Regions from separate parts of the Sus scrofa genome. Here region 2 is linked to region 1. The links are chromatin contacts, called in public HiChIP or PLAC-seq maps. All regions are on one chromosome and are shown on one strand. The core of a region is the stretch at or near the end of the contact, and the rest is flanking DNA. Distances in the headings are between cores, read along the strand shown.

What was found. HiChIP or PLAC-seq counts read pairs in DNA pulled down with a chosen protein or histone mark.
Region 2: an H3K27ac HiChIP or PLAC-seq map of alveolar macrophages shows a contact between it and region 1. The contact joins two enhancer-like sites. A contact is called at or near these places in 1 of 47 Hi-C or Micro-C datasets (embryonic fibroblasts) and 1 of 2 datasets of contacts at active chromatin or transcription factors (alveolar macrophages).

The regions. Positions count from the first base shown.
Region 1 is chr6:69,738,376-69,745,362 of Sscrofa11.1, reverse strand. The region is part of intron 2 of SPSB1 (SPRY domain-containing SOCS box protein 1); the gene reads right to left. Among named protein-coding and RNA genes, the nearest start is that of SPSB1, 21 kb to the right of the region's middle. Within about 2 kb of position 2,867, at least 25 of the 83 cell types and tissues checked have an H3K27ac peak or open chromatin away from gene starts, as enhancers often do. A contact at or near this core is called in alveolar macrophages, where this site is marked.
Region 2 is chr6:69,886,771-69,893,757 of Sscrofa11.1, reverse strand. LOC110261093 (a long non-coding RNA gene) reads left to right here. Exons shown (of 3, transcript XR_002344885.1): 3 at 667-1,625. Among named protein-coding and RNA genes, the nearest start is that of SLC25A33, 45 kb to the left of the region's middle. Within about 2 kb of position 4,512, at least 10 of the 83 cell types and tissues checked have an H3K27ac peak or open chromatin away from gene starts, as enhancers often do. A contact at or near this core is called in alveolar macrophages, where this site is marked.

The sequences.
Region 1 (6,987 bases), core at 1,618-4,117:
CTAGCTAAGGAAAGATCTTTCTTTTCTCATTTTTTTTTTTGGCCGCACCTGCGGCCCAAGGAAATTCCCAGGCCAGGGATTGAACCTGTGCTACTGCAGCGATTGCAAGGACAATGCTGGATCCTTAACCCGCTGCATCACAGGAGAACTCCGCACCAACTAGCTAAGAAAAGCATGAACACTTGATTATCCACAGGGATTCGCTCCCCTCCTTTGGCACACGCAAAAAGGATAGGCCTAAAAAAAACTCTAGGAAAGAAAGCAATGAGAAAAAACTTAGGCATTGCCACTGAATGGAGCAATAAGGCTGCTTGGAGTTGGGATCTAGACGGCCAGGAGAGCTGGTACACACTGAGCCTGCACGGGACCCCCTCTTTGGGGTCCGTGTCCTGGTTCTCCTTCCTGCAGGAGAAGTCCCCCCACATCTCCCACTGGCCACAGGGAAGAAGGATCCACGAGGAGGGAGGGAAGAGGCTCACGGTCCCACGGACCTGCAGTCCCACACTCGGTCCCCGTGGTCTGCAAGCATCGCAGCAGAAAGATACTGCTCATCGCCTCGGGAGCCCAGCAGCAAGATGCCGATGGTGTGGACGTAGTACTGTCTCGCTGAGGCCCGGCAGGCCTTGAAGATCTGCAAAGGCCACTTCCCCAGGGCCTGCCCAGCTTGGGCTCTCGGTGCCCAAAGATCCAGGGGCAACCAGGGGTGAGGAAGAACCCACCTCCTCGGAGGGAGAGGGGGTCTGTGTCCTCCTGTCTCTGCTTTGGGCTCCTCTGGAATCCACGAAGCCTACACATGAAGCCCAACGCAAGCCCGCAGACAGGGTTCCAGGCCCAGGTGAAGGGCGAGGCTGCCCAGCACTGACTCCGGGTACCGGGCAACCCTGACGCGTGGACCTTCAGGGTCAGCCTCGCGCCCGGGTCCCACGCAAGCCTCTTCTGAGATCCGCCACGATCTCTGCCAACAGGCCCTGAGGGACGGCTCCCCAAGCCAGCCAGGGGGTGGGGGTGGAGTGGGGACGGAAAAACCCCAGGGATTCTGCGGAAGGAACATCTGCGCCCGAGCCAGGCAGAGGGGCTGGGGGCCGGAGAGGGGCCAAGCGGAGCCGCCAGCACCCCACCCCCGGCTCCAGCCCAGCAGGAATTAGTCTGTTCCATCTAGACAGTCAAAGCCGCCAGCCCAGCCAGGGCACTTCACGGGAGCGGAAAAGGTCGGATGCTCAGACGGAGGGTCGGCAGTGTGGATTTCCCCCTTCGGAGGTGGCCAAGGGGGGAGGGCGCTGGAGGCGCGCATCCCAAAGAAGCTGCAGCAGAGGCCAAAAGTCCTCGAAGGCAGGGGCGGGGGGAACTGGCCACCTGCCCCCACACAGTCGCTGCCCCTCCACAGACAGCATCAAAGAGTGACGGCCAGACACTGTCACCACGGGGAAGGTCACACGTGGGTCAGTGCCGGCGGCACGGGAAGGGAGGGACCTATTTCCAAGGCCCATTCAGGAACCTCTCTGCAAACCCAGACGTCTGACGTGGCCAGACAACAAAGGAAAGGGGGCTGGGGGGGCTGGAGGTGTCTGATGGTCCAACACGGTGCTCCCTCCATCACGCCCCCCCCCACTGCACCTCGGCTGCCTATTGACCATCCGAGTGGCCAGGACCGGACATACACTCCCACCCACACTGGCTCTTCCGGACCCTCTGGAATATTCTGCCAATTTTCACCCTCAGGGGAACCAGAGGTGGTCAGACCAGGACCCCAGAATTTGGTCCAGGACCCCAAAAGCACATCTGTCCCCAGCAATTATGCCCATTCTCGCAAGGCTTTAAGGAACACGCATCACCCTGGGTCTTATTTGCAGACACCCTTGTCCATCAACCATCAAGCCAGGACTTTGAAATCCCACCTGCCAACAGCTCAAGTCACATACAAACTGGGGAGGAGTCACGCATGAGAATCTGTCGACAACCTGTGAATGTGAGAGACGGGACCTGGGTTCGAACCCCCCTTTTGACCCTTCCCCGGCTATGACCTGAGATTTTTGGGGCCTCAGCTTCCCCAACTGCAAAACGAGGACAATAAACCCTGTCTGTCTCACAGCAACAGCATGAGGGTTCGAGGGACGATGTGAGGGTTGGACACCAGGGCACACACATCCCAGTGCCTGGTCTACACTGAGTGCTCGCGAGGAAAAGCTCCGGAGACGGGTTCAAGACAGAGGAGGAGGAGGAGTCAGGCTCCAGGGACTAAGTCCCAGGGGTCTGGGTCATTAATAAGGAGCCATTCAGGAGTGTCCGTCGTGGCACAGCAGAAACGAATCAGACTAGGACCCATGAGGTTTCGGGTTCCATCCCTGGCCTTGCTCAGTGGGTTAAGGATCTGGCGTTGCCGTGAGCTGTGGTGTAGGTCACAGACACGGCTCGGATTTGGCGTTGCTGTGGCTGTGGTGTAGGCCAGTAGCTGTAGCTCTGATTGGACCCCTAGCCTGGGAATTTCCACATGCCAAGGGTGCGCCCCTAAAAAGACAGGAAAAAAAAAAAAAGCCATTGATACCCTCATAGGATGGGAGCTCAGAGAGGGCCCCATGCTATTCTCAGGTTACCTGTACAACAGACTCATTGCGGCTGCTCCCAAAGAGGGTGAGAGGCCACAACAAATAAATGACTGGTGAGACCCCAGAACGGGGCCACACACCGTGGTCACCTGGTTGGCAGTGCACATTGGCACTGACCTTGCTGCTGCTACCTCCTGCTCTGCCCATCACCTGCCCCTGGAGGTACCCGCTGCTGCTGAACAAACCTCTCCCATGAACGCGGCAGTGCCCCCATCCTGTCTCTCATGACTCGGCCTGACTCACACCTCAGCATCGCTGACATCAGGCTGGCTCCGGCGTCCACAGCTCGCTCCAGCGACCATCAGCAGCTTCTTACAAAATGAGGAAGCTTCCTCTCGATGGGTCGCAGACATGATGAAATACCAGCATTAACGAGCAGCCCGCGTCTGTCTCTGGCGGTGGAGCACGAGCTTCTGGCGTGTCTGTGTTACCCATTCCTGGCCCAATAGTGAGGGTTCACGAAAGGTCTGAGAACCTGGCTGCTGTATCGCCTCCTGGCGGGTACCAAGATGATGACCCACAGGTCGGGGCGAGTTTAGAGCAAGTCCAGGGCCTGCTCTCCCCCCAAGAAAAGGCCCTGGTACTGGGAGGCCCCTCCGTGCCACCCCGGATATTTGGAATTCCTCTGCACACACGTGCTTTCTTTGTAAAGACGGTCTGGCTTCCCCCTCCATGTACCACTAACCCAGAAACCCGACACTGCAAAAGATCAGCTAAGCCCAAGGAATGCAAATGTTTAAGGCCCACCGCCTGTGATGCCTCTGCAGACTAAACTGAGGAGGTTTAAGAGCTTTTTTTCAGCTGTGTGTGTGTGTGTGTGTGTGTGCGTGTGTGTGTTTTCAAAGGAAAATAGGACTATCTCCAGTACCTGTAACTATCCTGCTGCCTTTTTCAGCCAGTCAGTCCCACTGCCCTGGCCTGGGGAGTGGGTCAGAGACTCAGGAATTGAGCTGTGAACAGAGCAGAGAAAAGCCTCATTTTTTTTTTTTTCGGCTACACTGGTGGCATGCAAATGTCCTGGAGCCAGGGATCGAACCCACGCCATGGCAGTGGAACGCTGGGTCCCTAACCTGCTGTGCCACCTGGGAACTCTGCAAGATACCTAATTTGAGAGCGGGGGAGGGTCTTCCACTGGAGCTCGGGGGGCGGGGGACCCCTCCCCGTCATCCCCACATTTCAGGAACAGAACTTCCTGTAATTCCGTTCCACGAAAACCAACCGCCATGGGAGGCGTGGCTTCAAAAACACCAGTGACGTAAGCGAAAAGTCCCCACGAGGAAACCAGAGACACGGGGCCCACCCTCCAGGGAACCTTCAAAAGGAAGGCTGATGTGACACAAACGAGCTTATCTACAAAACAGACTCGCAGACACAGAGAACAGACTTGTGCTTGCCAAGGGGGCGGGGGTGGGGGGGGATGGACAGGGAGTTTGGGATGAGCAGATGCCAACTATTATACACGGAAGGGATAAAGAACGAGACCCTATGGTACAGCACAGGGAATTATATTCCATATCCTGTGATAAACATGATGGAATGGAATAGGAAAAAGAATGTCTATATGTGCATAACTGAGTTACTTTGTTATACAGCAGAAATTAACATTGTAAATCAACTACACTGCAATAAAATACATTAAAAAAAAAAAAAACACGCAAGGTCAGGATCAGCATGAGTAGGGGACAGCCATGCAGGGGTGATCAAGTGATGGCTGCAGAAGACTCGGCGGATTCAGCCCCACTGTATTCCAGGGACCATCTCGGGCACCCGGGGATGCTGAACTAAGTACATGGAGTTCTGGCCCTCGTGGAGACAGAGAGACAACCCCAGCCTAGGAGCTGATTAGATCAAAGCTGCTAATGTTTCCATGGTCAATAAAGAGGCTGGCTGGCGTAGTCCTTCATTCACTCCTGTGACAAGTTCCCACAAGCGCCCCCCACCACCAGGTCCCAGCCAGTGTGCTAGGCAGGCAGACACAGGACTCAGCCGTGACAAACGAGATCTTGCCCTGGAGGATGTTTCAGCGACTCCCCCACATCCCTTTCACATCCCTGTGGCGCCTCCTGGATTCTCTACAAGCAGGCAGGCCAGGTACGGAGCACAGGACCAGCCCTGGCTCCGAATCTCCAGGGTCCTCTGTGAGGCGGGGTGAATCCACCTGGCTGGGGAAGGGAGGGAGGGAGGAAGTATTGCGGCCTAACCCTAAAGATAGAAAGGCACCCAGCACCCAGCGGGTGGCCCGAGAGTGACAAGAATGGTTAATGATCACCTTCCCATCCATCTTGTTCCTGCTGTAACCCCCTGCCTAGAACAATGGCCCAGACATAGTGGGTGCTCGGTAAACATTTATAGAAGAAGCTTTCTGCTATGAAAATTTTAAAGGGAGATAAAGAGAGACCAAAGTTTGGGGGGAGGGTGCCCAGAAACAGTGAGAAGCAGACACCAACCTGGACAGCTGGAGTCCTTGGCAGGCAACCCCGGCCCTGTCCTGGGCAGGTGAGTCTGGCCACCACGACAGAAGTCATTTGGCCCAAGGGGCTTGAAGTATGGATTCCCTCCCACCCTCCTGAGGAGAGTCCTATCTCTGACCCCAGGACCAGGCGGGCAGGTGGCCGGTCCAGGGCCAGGCCCAGCCAGGGTCCTTCCAGGAGGCCTGGGGCTGGGTGCTTGGACTGCGGGTGCAGACAGGGAAGCTCACTCCAACTGGGCTGTCCTGCCTCCACCTACCACGCTGGGCAGTGCTTTGAAGCCCATCCCCACCCACCCACCCAAGCCACACTGGACACATCTGGGGCTGGGGTCGGAACCGGGGAGGCTACTGTACTTCAAAGCCACATAAAAATCCGTTACCCTCCTGCCACTGCAATCCAATTTTGCTCTGCCCCTTCCCAGCCCCTGCAACCCCCTCTCTGATCTGGGCAGACACTGGGTCTGCTCCCTACTCACCATCAGCCTCAGGATGTCGCCAAGCCCCCAACCCAAGAGAGTGCCCATCTCCCCCTCAACTCAACTTTGGAGGGGACAGCATCAGCTTGGGGTCCCAAGGAGCGGGTGGGCCCCCAGCACTGTCCCTCCAGCTGGCCTCCTCTCCTGTCCTGCATTTCAAGGTGCTGGATGAGGAGCAGCCACTGGGGGTGAAGCCCTGACCCGAGGGGGTGGGCTATGTCCCACGGGCAAGGTCAGCAACACCCAGTGGCCCTGGTGGCTCCCGGGCTTGGCCTCTGTCTGTCTCCACACAGGGCCCCGCACCCCTCACGGTGCTGCTACTTGGTGCCCTCACTGCACTGAGCCCTCAGCTCCTGGGCCCCACCTGCTCCCCAGGAACACCCCCCCGAGGCTGGGTTCCTGGGGTCGGGGGCCCTCCTTAGAGTTTTCCCCTGCACCAGCTCACAAGACTGTTCCCACCACAGACAGAGTCCTCAGAGGTCCCCGCTGTGTCCAGAGCCCAGGAGAGGCACGGACCCGGGGGAGCCGCCAGGACTGCGACATGACCAAGGACAAGGAGGAAACAACTCCCCAGAGGCACCAGCCACACTTCATGACTCCTTCATTTGGTCCCTGCTCTGATCCTCACACCCACTTGGTTTTATTTTATTTTTTGTCTTTTTAGGGCCGCACTCGCGGCATATGGAAATTCCCAGGCTAGGGGCCCAAGTGGAGCTACAGCCACCAGCCTATGCCAGAGCCACAGCAACGCAGAGTCTGAGCCATGTCTACGACCTACACCACAGCTCACAGCAACACTGGATCCTTAACCCACTGAGCAAGGCCAGGGATCGGACCTAAGTCCTCATGGATGCTAGTTGGGTTTGCTAACCGCTGAGCCACGATGGGAACTCCCTTGCGCCCATCTTATAGATGTGGAAACGGAGGCTCAGAGAGAGTGCAGGTGAGATCCAGGATCCAGGTTGCAAGTGAGAATCAAAACTCACGGTCTTCCCAGGATGCCGGAAGCCTGAGAGTGAAGGTGGGGGTGGCCCTAGGGACAAAGAAGGCCGTGGCCAGAGGGCCTGGTGTCCTGCCTCCTGTAGGAGCCTCAGGCAGGGCCCATACTGCAGGGAGGACATGCAAAGAGAAGGCAGAGGCCAGAGACAATGGACAGCAGGAACGCACAATGGGGAGCCACCTCCCTGGCCAAGGACCCAGGGCATCACACGGATCTTCGCCCCTCCCAGCATCAGCCCTGACCCCCCGGCCCCTCCCTCACAGCCCACAGGGAGCATCAGCCTCCCTACACAGCGGCTTTTTCCAGAAGGACGTGCCCAGGAAGGGGCAGCAGGGACAGCGGCTTCCTGGGGCCCCCACCTGGTGTCAGGGGCACGAGGTCCACTCCTCCCCCTGGCTTCCGGGGGACGTTCAGTCAGACCCTCACACCCGCCCGGGG
Region 2 (6,987 bases), core at 3,263-5,762, 150 kb before region 1:
GAGGTGGTGACAATGCCAGATCCCTAACCCACTGAGCCTCTAGGGTACTCTAATCCTGTTGCTTCTTCCTCTTTTTTTTTTTTTTGTTGTCTTTTTAGCCCCCTCCCCCCGCCCATGGCATATGGAAGTTTCCAGGCTAGGGGTCCAATCCGAGCTTTAGCTGCTGACCTACGCCACAGCCACAGCCACACCAGACCTGAGCTGCATCTGTGACCTACGCTGCATCTGCGACCTCCACCACAGCTCACGGCAACGCTGGATCCCGAACCCACTGAGCGGGACCAGGGATTGAGCTGGATACTAGTAGGGTTTGTTACCTCTGAACCAAGACGGGAATTCCACTACTTCTTGATTGTATGGCCAAACTTGGTTACTACTTAACCTGTCCAACCCCGGGGTCCACTCCTTACATCCACTCCTAGGATGCTTTTTTTTTTTTTTTTTTTTTCTGAGGGAATAAGATGATATGGCCAAGCCCTCCAGCAGCACCTGCCGCATGGAAGATGCTTCAGAGACCTTTGCCCTGGGTGCGGGCATGACCCACAAAGGTGGTCAGGACGGGCCCGGGGCTCCAGGGTTACCCGCTGTGCCCCAAGGCTTTGCTCCTCAGGTTGAATATGCTTCAGGCAGAAGCAGATCCTAACATAAAGCCGTTTCCTCTTCCAGCTTGAAAAAGAGGATCCAGGGAGGGGAGAAATCCCGTGCACAGTGGAGCATGTGATGCTGTGAGTATTGCAAATATGCTCCATCCGGCCAAAATCATGTCTGCAATCAGGGCGATGAGAAGCCCTTGCACGAAAAGAAGCGCCCTTGCCGATAAGAGGATGTTTCTTATCAGGAGAATTTTCTGCGAGGTCTTCACATCTCGAGTCCACCCGCCACTCCGGGGGGAGTTGGGAGGAGAAAAGGCAATAAAAGTGATGAAGAGGCTGGAGGGCTCAGGAGCCAAGACGAAACGACAGCTTGGCCGTCGCACAGATTTAGGGGAGACGCAGCCCCCATCTGGCAGATGGTCCCCGATGGAAGGAGAAGCTGGGAGGGTCTGGGAGGACCGAGGAGGAGTAACGATGGGAGGTTACGCAAGGGAAGTGATAGGCTGATAATCAGGCCGATTTCTGGGCAGAGAGCCTGTTTCGGAGAATGATGGCATTCCAGGCGCCCTGGACTTGCTCTGCGGCTCCATACAGCGAACATTTTAGGAGATCAAAGTCTTAGAAGCTGCTCTGTTGGGAGTGGCTGCCTCCCACCCCCTGCTCAGATGTTTTATCTCCTGTCTCTTTCACATGTTTGGAAACGCCGAGTGCGTTTGTGGCCCAGGATTTCAGGGTGGTGGATGGGACTCTGGCCCCTGAACACAGGCTCCAGGAGAGCTGAGCAAAGAGGAGCAGATGGATGAGCTAGCTGGAGAGCATTTGTATCCGCCCAGGGAGCGAGGGATGGGAGCGGGACCAGGCGAAGGGGGTGTTCTGGGAATACGGGGCAAACAGCTGACACGCTTCTGGCCTCTGGTCTGAGCTGAGCGAACATTTACCTGGTTTCCTCCTGGGCCAGTTTCTTTTTGTTTTGTTTTGTTTTTACAGCCCAACCTGCAGCATATGGAAGTTCCCAGATGAAGGGTTGAATTGGAGCTGCAGCTGCTGGCCTATACCACAGCCACTGCAATGCCAGATCTGAGCCTCATCTGTGACCTACACCACAGCTCACAGCAACACCAGATCCTTAACCCGCTGAACGAGGCCAGGGATGGAACTCACATCCTCATGGGTACCAGTTGGGTCTGTTATCGCTGAGCCACCACGGGAGCTCCCACGGGCCAGTTTCTTCACCTTCTTTGGTTCCTCTGCCCACTGAATCGTGCTGCCTCGATCTTTCTGGCCGACAAGTCAGTGACATGTCTATTGTCTCCTTCATCTGCTCACTGCTGCCTTCAGGGCAGCAGAAGCATTCGCATCCGCATCTCTGGTCCCCTGATGCGCTGGTGAGGAAACTGAGGCGAGTGACTTGATCAGAGGCAGCGGGCGCGCCCAGACCTCACACATGGGATGCAGGCACCACGGTGCGGGACCTCACGCCCATGACATGTTCGGCACTTTGCTGAACTCTAGAAGCTTCCTTCTGGAAGGAGATGGGGGTGGCTGGGGGCTGGCAGGGGTTGGAGAACTGAGGCCAGGAAGCAAATCTCTCCTTAGACTTGGTGCTTGGGGGCTCAAGCAGTAAAGGGAAGAGCATCTAATTGCAACTGTGTATTGAGAGAGGCTTCTCAGAAGTGGGATGCTGGAACTGGGTCTTCAAAACAAACAAGTGTTGGAGTTCCCGCTGTGGTGCTGTGGGTTAACAATCCGACTGCAGCATCTCAGGTCACCGCAGAGGGGCAGGTTCCATCCCTGGCCCTGGCACAGCAGGTTAAAGCATCCAGCACTGCTGCAGCTGCAACCTACGGCACCGCTGTGACTCAGATTCAATTCCTCATGTGGCAACTTCCTTGTGCCGAAGGTGTGGCCATTAAAAAACAAACAAACAAGACAATCGAGTGTTGCAAAGGGAGGAAAAATATTCCAGAAGAACCCACAAGAGAGCCGTGGACTGAGAACTACAGACCTCACAGGGAGTTCCTAGGGGGCCTGGGGAGCCCTGATTGGTGGGTCGTGAGGATCTTTGTGCTTGGGTTTGATCCCGAGTGTTGTGGCCGCCATGTGGGCGGTCGACGCCCAGTGACAGCCTATTGGCCAAATCCTGCCAGCACCTGTTTTCCTGCAACCTACAAGCTAAGGGTGGTTTTCACTTTTCTAAATAGTTGGGGGGATAGAAGAAGGATACGATTTCATGAATCTGAAAATACAATGAAGTTCCAATGTCAGTATCCATAAAGAAAGTTTTCCTGGGACGAGACAAGCCCATCCTTCATCCTGAAGAAGGGCGAGCAGCCGGAGCAGAGTGAACCATCTCAGCAGGGCAGTGGGGCCTGTGGACTCGAACAGCTGGCTGGCTGGTCCCTTACAGGACAGCTGTGGGGCTTGGGGATGACAGGCGCTCTGGAGAACAAGGCAGAAGTCTGGCCTTGGTGGCGTTTCCAACTGAGGGGGGCTGCCTCGTTCCAGAAGTGACCTCTTTCTGAGAGCAGAGCCCACTGGCCCGTGATGTGCTCCTGCTTCTAGAATTCCACCTGTTCGTTTTCCGAAGAGCGAGTCAGCACTCATGAGGGAGGGGTCAGCCTCTGAGTTGGGCTGTCCTCTGAGGTTCCCTCAAGACCCCCTGGGGCCCTCAGGCACATTCCCTGTGGCTGGTGCTCACAATGAGGTCAGTGCTCCAGGCAGAAGGTCCTGGACCTGCCCCTCTGGGAGCCTGTCCCCTCTCCCTGGTGGAACGAGAGGCCCTTCAACCAGAGTCAGGTTTCATTGTGTTACTTTTCCTTCCGGAACAGATTGTTCATTCAAAGGCAGGTGTAAAGCCTTGATCGGCCCCCACCGCCCCGCCCCCGTGCTCTTGGGCCCAAAGACGAAGCCTCTGCCTGGTGAATGAGCAGGAAAGACACTTGTTCCATCAGTGGCCCAGTACCGATGTGAGCTTAGTCAGAGACTCGCCTGCAGCAGACGCAGACTTGACAGTGGCTAAGAGCAGGACTTGAGCCAGGCTGCTGGGGTACAAACGCACTCTGCCACTCAGCAGCTATGGGACACTGGGCACCTTAACCTCTCTGTGCCCTGTGGCCCCAGCTTCCGTGAAATGTGATAATAACAACACCAGCCCTGTGGAGCTCTTAAAAGAATAAAAGGCTTAGCATTTGTTGGCACAGCAGGTTCTCTAAGTTCTTGTGGCATAAACTAAATCCGGGAGGTGCTGTTTAGGGACCCTGGCTCTCCCGTTCTCCGCCCTGTGCCAGGACACTTTGTCACTGTGCCCGTCTGGCATTTTGTTGTTTTTAATTTGTATTGCTGTTGTTGGGTCCGGGGTGGGCACTGGCCCCCACACCGCCTCTAGCCCAGTGCCTGGTTTCTGAATATTTGATAAACGAATAAGGCAATGAAACACTCCCTTCTCCCAAATTAAGAGACCATTACTGGAAAAAAAAAAAAGAATCTCTGAGAAGCAACTTTTTTTTTTTCTTTTTGCCTTTTTTAGAGCCACATATGTGGCCTATGGAAGTTCCCAAGGTAGGGGTCGAATTGGAGCTGCAGTTGCCGGCCTACACCACCGCCACAGCAATGCAGGATCCAAGCCGCGTCTGTGACCTACACCACAGCTCACAGCAAGGCCAGATTCTTAACCTGATGAGCCAGGCCAGGGATCAACCCGCGTCCTCATGGATACTAGTCGGGTTCGTTAGCACTATGCCACAGCAGGAAGTCCTGAGAAGCAATTTTATTGGCCACACTTGCAGCATGTGGAAGTTCCTGGGCCAGGGATGGAATCTGCTGTAACCAGAGCCACAGCAGTGGTGACGACACCAGAGCCTGCTGAGCCACAAGGGAAGTCCTCTGAGAGGCAAATTTTAATGGTAATTCCCCCAAAGACTAGGTCCCGTGCTTCTCCACTGGGGCAGCTGGGTCTGGTTGGGAATGTGTAGGGTTGCTGAGTGACCCTGGTGGCAGCACATGGAACATACTGGGGCTTCAAACAGAGGCAGGTGGTGGGTAAGTGGCTTGCCTTCTCAGAGGGGGAGACTCCCAGCCTACCAGACCCTGAGGTGCTGACCCCAGGAGAGAGGCCAGCTGTGGGTCCCCCTAGTACAGCCTGGAACAATGGGGACCGTCCTTCCTGATTACGTCCTGGGATGGGCCAGGTTACTAGAATTAGGGCCCAGGTCCACTGGGGAAGGTAAATGCAGCTCCAGGAGCACGGAGTGTCCAGAGAGGCAACTTTTGCTCCCTGAGAAGTAACTGGAAGGACTGGCAGGGGAAGGAGACCCCTGGGGGCCAACGAATGTTGCCTGTCCCTGGGGGAAAGGCATGGTGCATCTTCATCCCCAGCCTCAGGCTATCGGGTTCTCAAACATTCCTGAGTCACCCAGCTGGCCGCACCCCCTCTGTTCACACCATAACTACCATCCAGAGGGGTGGTCCCTCCTGGGAGATCCAGGAGTAAGGGAAATTGTGCCTGGGAGGCTCCTTGCCCCACCCTGCCAACGTCACCTCCCCCGGCCGCTCTGTTCACGGAGGCCCAGACACTGAATCAAAGTGCGTGGAGCCAGCTGGCGAGAGGCGGACAGAGGCCTGATGTCGTTGCCTTGGCTGGTCTGCAGATTGGCACCATGGGTGAGGAAGGGGAGACAACAGATGACCCCCTCTGACAGCCTCCAGGCTCTCGCATCTAAAGACAGGCAGGTGCCACCATAGGAAGCCTTAGACAGGCTTGGGTGGCGTCTAAGGGCCTGACTGGGGTCACCCCGGGCTGGAGAGAGACCTACGTGCTCCCCACCATCAGCAGTGGTGTCAAGGCCTCCCCGTGAGCAAGTCCCATCTCCCTTATCCCGCCTTCCCCCCACCACGGGTGAGGGTGGGGTGCCGCCCCGGGAGGAGGGGAGGGCCCCAGAGTCCAATCTCAGCCAAAGGACCAGTCAGTGAAAGGTTAGAAATTGCATCCTGAAGTACGGACAGAGTGGATGAAGCCTGCTGCATACATTTCCACTCTGGGGGTTCCCGGCGGCACAGTGGGTGAAGGTCTGCTGTGACTCGGGTTGTTGGCGTGGCTCGGGTTAGATTCTTTGCCCCAGAACTTCCATATGCCTTGGGCACGGCCGCAGAAGAGGAAGGAGGAGGAGAAGAAGGAGAAACAAACTCTTTATCGTTGGGGAAAAGTTGGGATATAAGCTCTTTAGAACAGTGTTCCCAGGATTTTCGTTCTTTCATTCATTTAACAGACAGGTACTGAAGCCTCCCTGCGGCCCCTGTACGGGTCAGCGGGGAGCCAGGCACAGACTTGGCCCCGAAGGATCCCTGTTTGGGTGGTGGCGGGGGGTGGGGTGGCGGAGAGGAGACAAGGGCAGATAATGAACAACAGTGTGCAGGCCAGCGCTGTGACTGAACCACACCCAGGGCCGAGGGGAGCCCGAGGGACGAGGTTTTCAGTTGGAGGAGAGGCGGGGCACGGAGTCGGGGAAGGGTTTTTGGAGGAGGTAATGTCTGGATGGAGGGGTGAAGATGAATGGTGTTTGAGTGTTGGGTGGGGGCGATGAAAGCACTCTGGGCCGAGGAGACAGCAGGAGCAGAGACCCCAAGGGCGGGAAGAGCTGCAAGTGTGTGTGTGTGTGTGTGTGTGTGTGTGTGTGTGTGTGTGTAATGCGGCTAGCATGTTAAACAAGAGGCAGGGGGTACGAGGGACGCAGGAGGAGGGAGGCAGGGCTGGATCAGGGAGACCGTATGTTCCTTGCTAAGGGGTTGCATTTTATCCCGTAAGCAGTGGGAGGATGTGAAAGCAGGGGAGGGAAATATGCCACATGTATTGTTTCAGTCTTTTTCAGTTGCATGTTATAGAAACCCAGTTCCAACTAGCTTGAGCACAAAGGGATGAATGCTCTTGGCTTTCAAAAATGAAATGTCTAAGGAGTTCCTGTGGTGGCTCAGGGGTAACGAACCCGACTAGTATCCTTGAGGATGCAGGTTCGATCCCTGGCCCTGCTCAGTGGGATAAGGATCCGGCATTGCCGTGAGCTGTGGTGTAGGTCACAGATGCTGCTCGGATCTGGTGTTGCTGTGGCTGTGGCTAGGCTGGTAGCTGCAGCTCTGATTCGACAACTAGCCTGGGACTTCCATGTGCTGCAGCTGTGGCCCTGGAAAAAAAAAAAAAAAAGAGAGAGAAAAAGAAAGAAATGCCTAAGGACAGTCCCACCTTCAGGCTGAGCTGGATCCAGGTGCTCAGGTAATGTTGACAAGAACCAGCCTCCTATCGAAACTGAGTCCTATGATTAGTTTATAATTAAAATTCATACCTGGGTTTCTGTTCTTGGTCTTCTTATTTCTCTTGTCCTAGCCCTGACCTGTTGGACCGCAT